3 separate regions of the Mus musculus genome follow, and regions 2 and 3 are each linked to region 1. Evidence: chromatin contacts called from public HiChIP or PLAC-seq data. All regions are on one chromosome and are shown on one strand. The core of a region is the stretch at or near the end of the contact, and the rest is flanking DNA. Distances in the headings are between cores, read along the strand shown.

Region 1 (4,036 bases), core at 824-3,323:
CTTATTCTATTAGTCACACAGGCTTTCTCAGAGGACCCTCTGGTTACCTGTGTCTTGGGAGCAGTAGCTTCAGTTGACATGCACGGAGATGATGCCAGCCAGCGTCTGCTTTGCAGCCCACAGGGATGCCCCTTTGATCTGGGCATCCTGCTTTAGTTACAGCTATTGTAAAATGTCTGAAACTTGTTTGACAGCTTCCCACCTAGCTATTACCTCTCTGGGACCTGTCTGTTTTCCCACATGTCCCCAGACAGATCTCAGGTAGATGGCCCTCAGATGGAGCTACAGGGCCACTCCCATTGTACAGTTTCCCAGAAGTAAAACTCTCATCAAAGTCAATGAATGGAGATCCTGCAAATAGCAGCCTACAGTCTCAAGACTGGCCTGTGAGCTTGGTGTCACTAAGAAAAAGCTGTTTGCTGGCCACTCACCTGGCCATGTGAGCATGTATGGAACACCTACTGTATATGAAGTACTTATGCTTCCTTAGCCCATATTGTATACCCTCTATTGAAAGCAATTCCTATGTCAGAGCTTTGAGCCTGGGAGTTGGCTATAGAGTGTGGGCTGTGCTGTGCTCAGGCCTCTCTGTTTATCTTCACATCTCTCACTTCTCCATCCATCCGATCTTCCTGCCAGAGCTGGGATTATAGGCATGCACCACCATGCCTGGCTCACAGCCACGTTTTTGTGGAGAAAGGAGTGAAGTGGGAGTTGTGCTGCCTGGCTGAAGTGTGACGCATCTTGGGTTTAGTAATCTTTCTGAAGATCCCGTCTCAGACATTGTAATAGTCTCTGGGGGTGAGGTCTTTATATGGCATTTATAAGGGGAAACACACAGTTTAGGTTTGGTGACAAAATAACATGACACCCCCTCCCCCCCGGGTTGACCTTAAAATGTAGAAGCAGAAGGATTCATCAGACCACGGATTCAGCATAGGCATTGGGAGCCTAAGGAGATGCTAGGCATGGGGAGGAGGCAACCCAGAGACGCTGTAGGCACACGCAAAGGCTTCAGGACCAGCTTGTTTTAAGAAATGAACAGGAGGCTACAGTGGTAGCTACTGAATCAGGGTAGGAGATAGGAAGTGAGACAGTGAGGGGCTCACCCAGTAGGGCCTTGAAGGAGTCGGTTTGAATTTCATTCTAAATTTAGTAGGGAACTCTTCCTACTTATTTTTTGTTTTAAGTGTATGTATGTGTGTGTGAATATGAATAGACTGTGCAGTTGCCTGCGGAGACCAGAGGGAGTCAGATCCTCTGGTCATAGACAGTTGTGAGCTGACGTGTAGGTGCTGAGAATCAAATCCTGGGCCTCGGCAAGATCAGCAAGTACTCTTAACCACCAAGCCACCAAGTGGCCAAGTGGGGAAACTCTTGAATCCTTGAATGTCAGAGAAGAAACATCTGTCTAAGGACACAAAGTGGCTGGCCGCAGGGCAGGTCTCACGTTTGGTCTCTTGTTAGGGGATTGGGACTCATTTCCATGGCAGCATTAGGGTATTACCAGTGGCTCCTTGAAGTTTTTTCCTCCCCAGTAGGGGACAGGACTGCTGGAGGTTGAGGAAGGGTCTCACTTTGTAGTCTTGGATGGCTTGGAACTTCCCCTGTAGATCAGGTGGACCTTAAATTAAAACAAAACAAAATGAAACAAACCACCTTCAAAGTGGTAGGATTAAAGACATATTCCACTATGCCTTGCATATCATAGTGGTTTTTAATAGATGTCATATTAAGATGCCAGGATTACAACCTCTAATCACAGCACTTGAGGCGAAGGCAGGTAGATTACTGGGAGTTTAAGAAAAAAAGCTTTATTGAACTGTAATTCAGTACCAACCTTATGTCCCCATTGGATTTGTGTCAACTGGTGTTTGTTAACATCCTGTCTTGTAGCCACAGTGATTAACTTTAGAACATTCTGGTCACTTCAAAGGAAAACCAAGAGTCCGCATCCCTTGGCAGGCACTCCTGGACTCATATCCAGTCTTCTCTGATCTTTTCATGCCTGCACTATGAAAAGTTCATGTTTTCTGGCTGAGTCAAACCTTACATTCTCAAGGCTTGTCTGCATTGCAGCCATACCTCCTTCCAAGGCTGCGCAATTTGTCATTGTACTGCAGTGTATACTTAGAGCTTGCTCATCTAGGGAGGTGGGGGCAGGGATTGCTTCTGCTTGTTGACTGTTGCTAATTATTGTTCTGCTCTCTAGTGTTCCGAAAGAAAAGCTACAGTTCTGCAATCCCAGCAGCTGGGAGGCTGACGGAGGGCTCTGAGTTTAAGTAGTGTGTGCTGGAGACATAGTGAGGCTGTGTCTGAGGAGGAGGGGCTACGTCTTATTTTTTGCCTGTGTGATGGCCTGCATTCTTGCTAGCCTTCCTATCTGGTTGGAATGAGTTTTCTTCCACATGTTCATGTCCTTGTGGTTGCAAAGGTCTGCCCTAAGTCTGGTCTATTTGTTCTCAGGCAGAATTGTCCTTATCTCTTAGCTCAAGTGATGGATTGTGGGCAGTCTTCTGTTACTGTACTTCACTTCACCCTCCCCCCCCTCTCTCTTTCTCTCTTTCTCTCGCTCTCTCTCCCTCTCTCCCTCTCTCCCTCCTTCCCTCCCTCCCTCCCTCCCTCCCTCCCTCCCTCCCTCCCTCCTTCCTTCCTTCCTTCCTTCCTTTTCTTTCTTCCTTTTCTTCCCTTCCCCCTTCTTCCCCCTTCTTCTCCCTCCCTCCCTCCCTTCCTTCCTAGATTTATTTATTTATTTGTTTATTATATGTAACTGCACTGTAGCTGTCTTCAGATACTCCAGAAAAGGGTGTCAGATTTCATTATGGATGGTTGTGATCCACCATGTGGTTGCTGGATTTGAACTCAGGACTTTTGGGAGAGCAGTCAGTGCTCTTACCCGCTGAGCCATCTCACCAGCTCTCACTTCACCATTTCTAACTTGATGTGTAAGGGTATTCCTGAAATCCTGTTTGTGAAGGAAGTCTGTCTGTCTCTCGTCTTGTCCCCAAACCCAACCGTGAGGGTCCTTTGTACACATCATGGAGGACTGTGTGTTTTTTAGTTGCCTTTTTTAATATTAAAAAAAATAGTTCTGTGTTTAGTGTGTGCGTGCGCACACATGTATGTATGTGTAACACTTAGAGGACAAATTTTAGGGATTCAAACTCAGGTCTTCAGGCTTGGCAGCAAGCACTTTTATTCACTAAACCCTCTCCTTGACCCCAGTTTCTTATTTTCTATGAATGTCACTTTGTTTGGCAGTGAAAATACCTCATTCCTAGTCCAATGGTGGGTTCATTTCCCCAGTTCAGCTACCCAGCCTCCTGCTAGGTGTGATGTGGACTTGTCTCTGTCTTACCCAGCCCAGGCAGGAGGATTGCAGGTTTGCAGACAGCCTAGGCTCCTGTTTCTTGCCCTCTAAGCAGCAGATGCAGAAAGCTCCCTGTGTAGGGCACAGTTCCCTCAGCAGCTGCCTGTCTTCCTCACACCTGGAGAGGTTGGGAATGACGCTGGGGGTGCTGAAATTGTACAGGTCTGATTTGGGGGGAAAATGAGGAATCCACTAAGGGGCAATTGAGCTGTCCCCTCAAAGGAGGCTAGTCCACTGAACTCAGGAGGACTTCTGAAGCCTTCTTGAGTACAGGAACTATTGGTGACTCTTTGGTGCCTGCTCGAGGATGGCAGGTGAGCACAGCCAAGCAGTACCTGTGGTGTAGGAGGGGCCAGTGCCTGGCTTGTAGAGTCAGTGACCTTAACAGTGCTAGGAGAGACTCCAGGGATGTTTTGTGACTTTTCATGTGTTAATGTGTTCATTTAAAAAATACTGGTAAAGGACTGGGGTGGTAGTTCAGTGGACAAGCAAGCGTATTTGCTCCAATGAGATCTGAGTTAGACTCCCCATTGCCACTTGTGTGTCTGTCAGAGATCCCTGTGCAAATAGAGCTATAAAAACATCTGACCAGAAGAGCCAAGCTTGTTTGCCCATTTCCCTCAGGTTTTGCAGCAAACATTGTACATAGACTCTGAGGGCAAGATG
Region 2 (4,036 bases), core at 677-3,176, 860 kb before region 1:
GGTCCAAAGGGGGCTTCCTACTACAACTGATGCCACTCCTTACAGGAGTCCAACTGAGAGACTCCCACACCACACACAGTAAGTGAGGAGACTCCTCCTGTCCCCTAGCAGAGATCCAGGTAGCTGCTTTCTAGGCCAGCCCTCTTCCAGGCAGTGATCACCCACTTGCCCAAAGACCCTTGATTATCAGGCTCCTCCTAAATCTATCCATCAGTCATGTCCTGCATTAGTCCCCAAGGGAGTCCTCCTAAATCTATCCACCAATCGTGTCCTGCATTAGTCCCCAAGGGAGTCCTCCTAAATCTATCCATCAGTCATGTCCTGCATTAGTCCCCAAGGGAGTCCTCCTAAATCTACCCACCAATCGTGTCCTGCATTAGTCCCCAAGGGAGTCCTCCTAAATCTACCCACCAATCGTGTCCTGCATTAGTCCCCAAGGGAGTCCTCCTAAATCTACCCACCAATCGTGTCCTGCATTAGTCCCCAAGGGAGTCCTCCTAAATCTACCCACCAATCGTGTCCTGCATTAGTCCCCAAGGGAGTCCTCCTAAATCTATCCACCAATCGTGTCCTGCATTAGTCCCCAAGGGAGCAGCAAACACTGAGAGGGAATACTTAGGACAATGCCAGCAGCAGCAGCAGCAGCAGCAGCAGCAGCAGCAGAAGAAGAAGAAGCAGCAGCAGTAGCAGCAGCCGCAGCAGCAAACCACAGATCTGCCTAGAATGTATGAGGACCTTGGTTCCACGCCCAGAGATAGAAAAAAGAAAAGCTGTGCATGGTGACACTGTCTCAGAAGACGAGGGCCTCATCAGAACAAAAGTGAAACATCACCTCACTGTATGGGGCATACTGGCATTCTTAGGGTCTTCTCTTTTAAGAACACTGCAAATGGGGGAAGAGCTCCCTGGCAAAGCACTTGCCCAGTGTGTGGAGGTTCTAGGTCCCACCTCCAGCACCAGAAAAAATTAAAGCTGGCCATAACTCACTCAGGAACCTCACAGCTCTGGTCAGGTGATCCACAGCTTGGAAACACCAGGTAGTCACCACCATTCTGTCCTCCCTCTGCTAACCAGCACTGCCCCTCATAAGCCCCACAAAGGCTTCTCCCTCAAGACTACAAGTGTTCCAAGCACCACCCCATAGTTCATACTTCAAGGTGCCAGGTCTCCTGGGGGTGGTAGCTGAGCATTACATGACATGTATTAGTTCAGCATGCCCCACTCTGAAGGAAAACACCATCTGTAACCATCCTACATCCAGGCACTGTGGGGCAGTGGCCAATGCCAGGAAACTTGGTAAAAAGTACACTAGGTTCAGAAACCCCAGCACCCACCTGAAGACAGCAGGGGTTTCCCTACTGCCAACCAGATTCCTGGCCTGGAACACGTGACCACACTCCTTACATAAAACATGACTAGTGGTCAGGAGCACATAACGGAGTTCTCCATGCTAGTGAGGTGTCTAGATGGTCCCTGAGGGGTTGTCCAGTCAGCTTCCTTTCCCTGACCTTCCTTCATGCAAAAGGTCTTTAATCTCTGGTTCCCCCCAGGAAGATATATGAACCCATTTTCCATGATGAACAATCAATAAACAGTATTGACAAGCATGCACTCTCATCAAGAACCATGCGGGAGGGGGATGGGGGTGGGGACGGAGGAAGCCTTTGACGACGTACAGAGCCACTGCCAAACCTCCCACAGAAGGCCCCTCTACTCCTGGGCAATTTCAGGTGAGCTAAACTGAGGTGCCTCTCCCTACCCCCTAACCTTCCCCATCCTTGACTTCTCTGGATGCCCCGGAGTTAGGGAACTCCAGCTTCAGCCTCAGCCTGTGCTGTTTCTCATTTGAGCTGAGGCCACCATCCTAGGCTACATTCTCCACCCCCTGAGCAGTGCTTTGGCGCTTCCCACAAACCCACCACTTGATGGCAACAGAAGGTAAATACAGTCTAGCATTCTGCGGTTTGTTTGTCCAAAGGAGTTCCCACACCCCTGCAGTGAGGCAGAACACAGAACCATAGGGCTCTACCATACTTTGCCCCACTGCCACTTGTGTAAACAGCATGTAAATATGTGTCAAAAGATGAATATGGGCCAGGTGATGGTGGCATACGCCTTTAATCCCAGCACTAGGGAGGGAGAGGCAGGCTAATCTATATGAGTTTAAGGGCAGCCTGTTCTATGGAGCTAGGTCCAGGACAGACAGGATTACACAGAGAAACCCTGTGGGAAGAACTTGGGGGTGTGTGAATTCATCCAGTAGAATGTCTGTCTGTCTGTCTGCCTGCCTCCCTCCCTTTTCCCCTCAGTCTTCTTTGTCAGAAATATCTTTTACAAATGCTAAATTAGGAATTGAAGCTCACTATCAACAATTCTTGGAAGCCATGGCCCATTTATTATGCTGTATAGCATTTATAGACATGGCAGCTTCCAAGATAAATTCAATTTGGCCTCAGTCCAAAGCTATGAACCAGTGTAAATGAAAAAAACAAAAAGCTTTCCAGACATTTTAAAATAAACAGACCCAGCTTAGAACACCCTGTACTTGGTCTGCTCTGGACTCTGTGCTATGGAGCACCCTAGCTGTGCAAGGCCTGTGCCCTCCTCTAAAGAACCAACCTGGTGCCCAATGTTGAGCAAAGCGCACCATCAACAAATGCTTTAAAGTGTTATTTTATTTTTAAACCTTCTGTAGTCAAAAAGAAAGAAATTCCACAATGGCAAGACTTATAGAACAGACAAGATTCCAATCTGACTGCTCACATACCAAACTCCTGTTTGCACTGTCTGCCTGCCCTTCCTGTCTCACGTATCTTCATACTGGAGGGTGAGCTCAGGCTTGCTTAGTCCAAGAAACCTTCCCTGACTCTGCTGTGTCTCCTGAGCCACCTTCTACTCCAGTGCTCGGTCTCTGTGACTTGCAGGTTTCAATGAAGCTATATCTTAAGAACCTTGTAACATTTTAACTCTTTCTCTTGTCACTAAAGGACACTGAGCATGAAGATCCACCACGTCCAGTGTCACACAGTGATAAATTAATATGAAAAGGGGGCTTCATTTGTCTGAAAATATAATTACAAAATGTGTGAATACATTTTCATCCCAGCACTGGGAAGGCTGAGGCCAAGTAAGACTGCTCTAAGTTCAAAGCCAGCTTAGCCTACAGAAGAGAGGCCTGGGTTAGAAGGAAAGGAAGAAGAAAAGCAAGCCTAGCTTTATTTATTTTCAATTATGTGTATGTGCGCAGGTATAAGCACTTGAGTGCAGGCACCTTCAGAGGTCAGAAATTCCCTGGAGTGGAAGTTAGAGGAATTGTATGCAGGTCATCTGTAAGAGCTGCCAGTACTCTTAACTGCTGACTTCTCTCTCTGGCCCTAGTAAGTATGTCCAAATATGGCCTGCTCATGATGTAAGCAATTGAGTTAAGTTAGATGTTAACAGGTAATTAAAATTAACACTATACTACAAGTAGGCCTTTTTAAAGCCACATAATACGCTATAATAATTTCTAAATTACCTATATAGTATCAGGTAAAAGAATTTGTGAGAAAAATAATTCTCAGCACAGCACTATTGTCTCTCCATTCCTTTTCCAACACAGCACAAGTTCCTTGCCTCTGATGCACTCTGCAGAAATGTCTGCAGCTCCCCACATTGCTCCAATCCGCACAGAGAAAGGGAAAGAGGCATTCCAAACAGCTGACAAAATAACTGGAAACTTTAATATACTCAAGAGTTATTTGAAGTCAGTGTTGCTTTTTATAGTAATTCCAGCTGAAAACGAAGCATTAATACAGAGATAAGGAGATAGGGTATAGAGTTAGGGTAAAATCTGGACTCAGGCCTAGGGAGGTGGCTCGTTGGTAAAGTGCCTGCTGCACAAACATGAGGGCTGGAATCCAGAGAGCCCTAGCACTCACACAGAAAACTAAGGCCCATCACTTTCACACTGTTCTAGTCAATATTCTATTACTATGAAGAGACACCATGACCAGGGCAACTCTTATAAAAGGAAGCATTTAATTGAGGGCTTGCT
Region 3 (4,036 bases), core at 886-3,385, 550 kb before region 1:
CCAAATGCTGGGACTAAATTGTGTACCACCACCTGGCTGAGCCCTAGCTTTTAAAACAAAACATTTATAATTTTCACACTGGCCTAAGGCAGCAACTTTCAGCCCACATATTATGAATTCCTCAAAGTTCAATGCAATTAAAGTTCCATCCTAATGCATGCTGGAGTTTCAGTACCTCCTTAGATTTTCTTTGGAGGGCTTAAAATATTTTACCATCACTTAATATACAGAAACATACCATTTACACTAGAGTTCCTACCCACTTTTAGTTTTCAGATACTCTCAAAGGAAAGATCATCTTTGTTCTTTCAGGTTTCTAATGAAATGACTTAAAGCCTTGTAAAGAAATGGGAAACAGAATATTTTCAGCATCATTTTGTATTCAGCTACTGGAGTTACACACACAATCTCAACTAGTTCTCTGAGCTTCTGAATCGCTGATCGTTTCCCGATGTGCAGAATTAGCCTGTGCAACAGAGAATACTCGAAAGTATGCTTGGGTTCTTCTTACTAGGCCCCAGCAGTACCTCCCTTGTACTCCCAGGACTCTAGTTTAAAACACCTCCAAAAGCTGCTAAATGTCCCTGGGGAACAAACCTAACCCAAAGTTGAGAATCGCCATTCCAAGTGAAGCTCATGGTACCAAAAAGTCGACACTATGCTCGTCAGAAGAATCAAGGAAAAAAAACATCTTTTTCTCTGATTGCTTTCCACCCAATTTATACTTGAAATAGCCGAGGAGCAAGATATGCCACTGTGTGCACATGAAGACATCTGGCTTAATTTCTACAATTACTGCTTTCAACAAGTCCTGTAATATCAGCAGTTTGGGAGGCAGAGGCAGGAGGATCACTTTAAGTTCGAGACCAGCCTAGTCTACAGAGAGTTACAGAAGAGCCAGGGTTACTTTCACAAAACCGGGGACTGAACAAGGAGAGATTGAAGAAGGGGGCGAGGGTTGGTGGGGAGGATGGAAGGAAGGATTGATTTCACTTGTAGGGAAAGCTAGGTTTTTACATCATACCGGATAAGCAGAATTTCGAGAAGGGACAGAGAGAAAAGACTGGGAGGACAGAACGTTAGGCACTGAAAGCACAGTCCATGAAGAAACCCAAGGACCTGTTTGTTCTCAATAGCCAGCCCTTAGATGGGAACAATTAGAGTCTATTTAACATGCCCGAGTAGGTAGCCAGATCCATCAAGCTGCTGTTGCCCCAAGGGGTGAGCAGGGCTAGACACAGGTTCCCATGGACTTGGAATTGACCTGAAGTCCTCTCATGATTCTCACTCAGAAAGAGGAACCCAAACGTAGTGAGACCAGCTGGGACCACCTCCTCTTCCCAGCCCCCAAATAAACTCACCAGTTACAGAATACCCAACCCTTTCTGGATACCAGGGGTTCTAGTCTGGGGTTTGCTTGCTACAGCATCGGAATCACGTGGGGAAACTTCTTAAACTCTACAAACTGAGTTCCCGCCCACCCGAGCTTGAGACCCGAGGCTGCAAAGCCATGTTTTCACCAAGGTCCCCAGGTGATTCCTACGCCCGCCAAAAGTTACAATTTGTCTCCTAACTTGGAAAGCACTGAACATCTGTGGCTTTTGCAGGGGCCTCCGCGACAACTAGGACTTCTTCCCGTACGCTTCTGGGGCCCACACCGATTGCTCCTGTCACCCTACAGGACCAGCGCGGGTTCAGGCCGGGTCCTACGCCGAGCCTCGGTAAAGCCAAAGCCGGCTCCGACAGCGCCGGGCCCACCTCCCCTCAGCCACCGGGCCCCGTGACGTGGCCCGGCCCGGCCCGGCCCGGCCGCCCTCCTCCAACGAGACTCCTTAGTCCTACGGGGAAACCAGTCGCCCCGGTGGCGAAGACCCGGGACCACAGCGCCGCCCGCTCCTTCCGTACCTTCTCCAGGGACGCGTCCATGGCTGAGGCGTCCGGTGCTGGGCCCGCGGTGCTGGGCACTACTTCCGCCTCCCGCGGCCCGCAGCGGTTTCCACGCTGGCAGCGCTGACGTCCTCCCCGCCCGCAGCCGGCGGGGCGGAGAGGAGGAGGAGCTGCCCCGCAGCGCGGCCCGCAGGTATCCTGCGGCTTGCTGAAGGCGGGGCTAGGCCCGTCGGGTGGGCGGGGCCTCCCGGGGCGGGGCCTTCTAGGCTTCCGTACTTGGGCGTCACGCCGGCCGGTCCTAACGCTGCTTGGTGGCAAGAACCCCGTCTATAGGGCGGTCCAACTTGAAGCCTGTGACGACCGTCGCAATGAGATATCCACCAGGTAAAATACTATCGACTCAGCTGCACGGCCCAAGCCAGGCTTTCAAGTCCTCCGCCGTCAACACCGGTCAGGAATGGAGTAGTTATTTACCTTAGCAGCCTAAGACCAGCGCTCACCCTTGCGCATGCGCGGGATGATGTATTTTGTCAGCTCTTTCCTCAGAAGTCCAGACAGAAAGGAATTCGAGGCCGCTGTTCTGGCGTCCTCCCTCATGTCACAATGATGGCTTGTCGGAGGATGGGTAATAATAATGATAATAGTAGGTCTGTTGCCTTTCCATTTTATATCAGAGCAGAAATTTGATATGGAGGTCATTATTATCCGTTTTAGGTTTAGTCCCTTGCAGCCCGGCAGTACACCTCATTATTCCCGCTTCACACCCGCTAGGTGGGGGTAGTGCGTTTTTAGTGAGTAAGAGCCCGTGGGATTTGTTTCCTACATTGCTCCACTACTGATGGGTAGGTGAAATGGGATCTTACCACCATTGTGGTCAGTGAAACTTCCTGCACAGAAGTCTGATGATGCTAAAAACCACAAAGCTATCCCTACCCTCTCTATTTCTTATGCAGCATGCTCCCCCAAACCCCCAGGTTGGGTCGGGTTGTCAGTGTAGTAATTATCTGCAGGCGGTCTCTACTTTGTATTTGGATAAATGGCCTGCTTGTGTTGTTAACATTTCCTAGCAAAGAAATCGTGTGTGCTGCTTTTGAGTGACTCTCCAGTTAACTGGAAAAAAAAAAAAAAAGTGATGAAATAGTGCCTTTTTTTTTTTTTTCCTTTCTTTTTTGGTTTTTCGAGACACGGTTTCTCTGTACAGCCCTGGCTGTCCTGGAACTCACTCTGTAGACCAGGCTGGCCTCGAACTCAGAAATCCGCCTGCCTCTGCCTCCTGAGTGTTGGGATTAAAGGAGTATGCCACCACGCCTGGCTTGAAATGGTGCCTTTCAAAGACTGAAAACTGATGTGCTCCTGCTTGAACAAAACAATGTGTTATGAAAATTTCCAAACCTGTAGAAAGGACAAAAGAATTTCGGTGAACAGTCATGTGCCCATTAGCTAGATTAGTTGCTATTTTCTTCTTTTTTTTTATCACATGTGTATTCAGATAACTATCCATCAATATTTGTGCTGGTACATTACAACTCTGAACACTTCAATATTATTAAAGACTTATTTTTTTTAGGCAGAGGTACAAGAAGTGTCTCCTCCTCCACCTCATGATTTGGAGGCTAGACTAGGAGAGATGCCGAAGTCCAAAACAACTTGGCTTGGTGACTCCAAACCAAACAGCTAAGGTGCTGATGGTAATGGTGGTTGCCACTAAGTCTGATGGACAGGGAGAACCATCTCCTGCAAGATGCTCTCCGACTGGCATATGCGTGCTTACACACTCACAATTTTTTGTAAGCAAATAGCAAAATAAAAACAAGCAAACAAAAACAGTGCACAGGCTGTAGAGATGGCTTAAGAGGTAAAGGCCTCTACCACTAAGCCCGGACTGAGTTTGATCCCTGAGACTCACAGTGGAAAGAGTAACAACTCTGGAGTTGTCCTCTGACTTTTGCATGTGGCACACATGCACACACACACAAGAGCTCACAAAATAAAAATGTAATAAAGATTTAAAAAAAGAAGCTCATAAATGTAACATTATCTCCAAGTAGTTAAAAAGTAGATTCAAGCCAAGCCTGGTGGTGCATGCCTTTAATCCCTGCACTTAGGAGGCAGAGGCAGGTAGAGCTCTGTGAGTTCTAGGCCAGCCTGG

The links. HiChIP or PLAC-seq counts read pairs in DNA pulled down with a chosen protein or histone mark.
Region 2: a contact with region 1 is called in a FOXA1 HiChIP or PLAC-seq map of pancreatic cancer cells. The contact joins two enhancer-like sites. A contact is called at or near these places in 1 of 115 datasets of contacts at active chromatin or transcription factors (pancreatic cancer cells) and 1 of 9 other capture datasets (pancreatic islet).
Region 3: an HNF4G HiChIP or PLAC-seq map of pancreatic cancer cells shows a contact between it and region 1. The contact joins the promoter of Pdxdc1 here to the enhancer-like site in region 1. A contact is called at or near these places in 2 of 39 promoter capture datasets (HPC-7-derived erythroid cells and hippocampal neurons), 2 of 115 datasets of contacts at active chromatin or transcription factors (the 230-238 cell line and pancreatic cancer cells) and 1 of 9 other capture datasets (adipose tissue).

The regions. Positions count from the first base shown.
Region 1 is chr16:14,449,403-14,453,438 of GRCm38.p6, forward strand. The region is part of intron 19 of Abcc1 (ATP-binding cassette, sub-family C (CFTR/MRP), member 1); the gene reads left to right. Among named protein-coding and RNA genes, the nearest start is that of Abcc1, 90 kb to the left of the region's middle. Within about 2 kb of position 2,074, at least 38 of the 459 cell types and tissues checked have an H3K27ac peak or open chromatin away from gene starts, as enhancers often do. A contact at or near this core is called in adipose tissue and pancreatic cancer cells, where this site is marked.
Region 2 is chr16:13,586,400-13,590,435 of GRCm38.p6, forward strand. The region is part of intron 21 of Parn (poly(A)-specific ribonuclease (deadenylation nuclease)); the gene reads right to left. Among named protein-coding and RNA genes, the nearest start is that of 2310015D24Rik, 67 kb to the left of the region's middle. Within about 2 kb of position 1,927, at least 38 of the 459 cell types and tissues checked have an H3K27ac peak or open chromatin away from gene starts, as enhancers often do. A contact at or near this core is called in pancreatic cancer cells, where this site is marked.
Region 3 is chr16:13,901,010-13,905,045 of GRCm38.p6, forward strand. It overlaps Pdxdc1 (pyridoxal-dependent decarboxylase domain containing 1), which reads right to left and starts at 2,136. Exons shown (of 23, transcript NM_053181.3): 1 at 1,906-2,136. The coding sequence starts at 1,926. It also overlaps a transcript of Mpv17l not described here.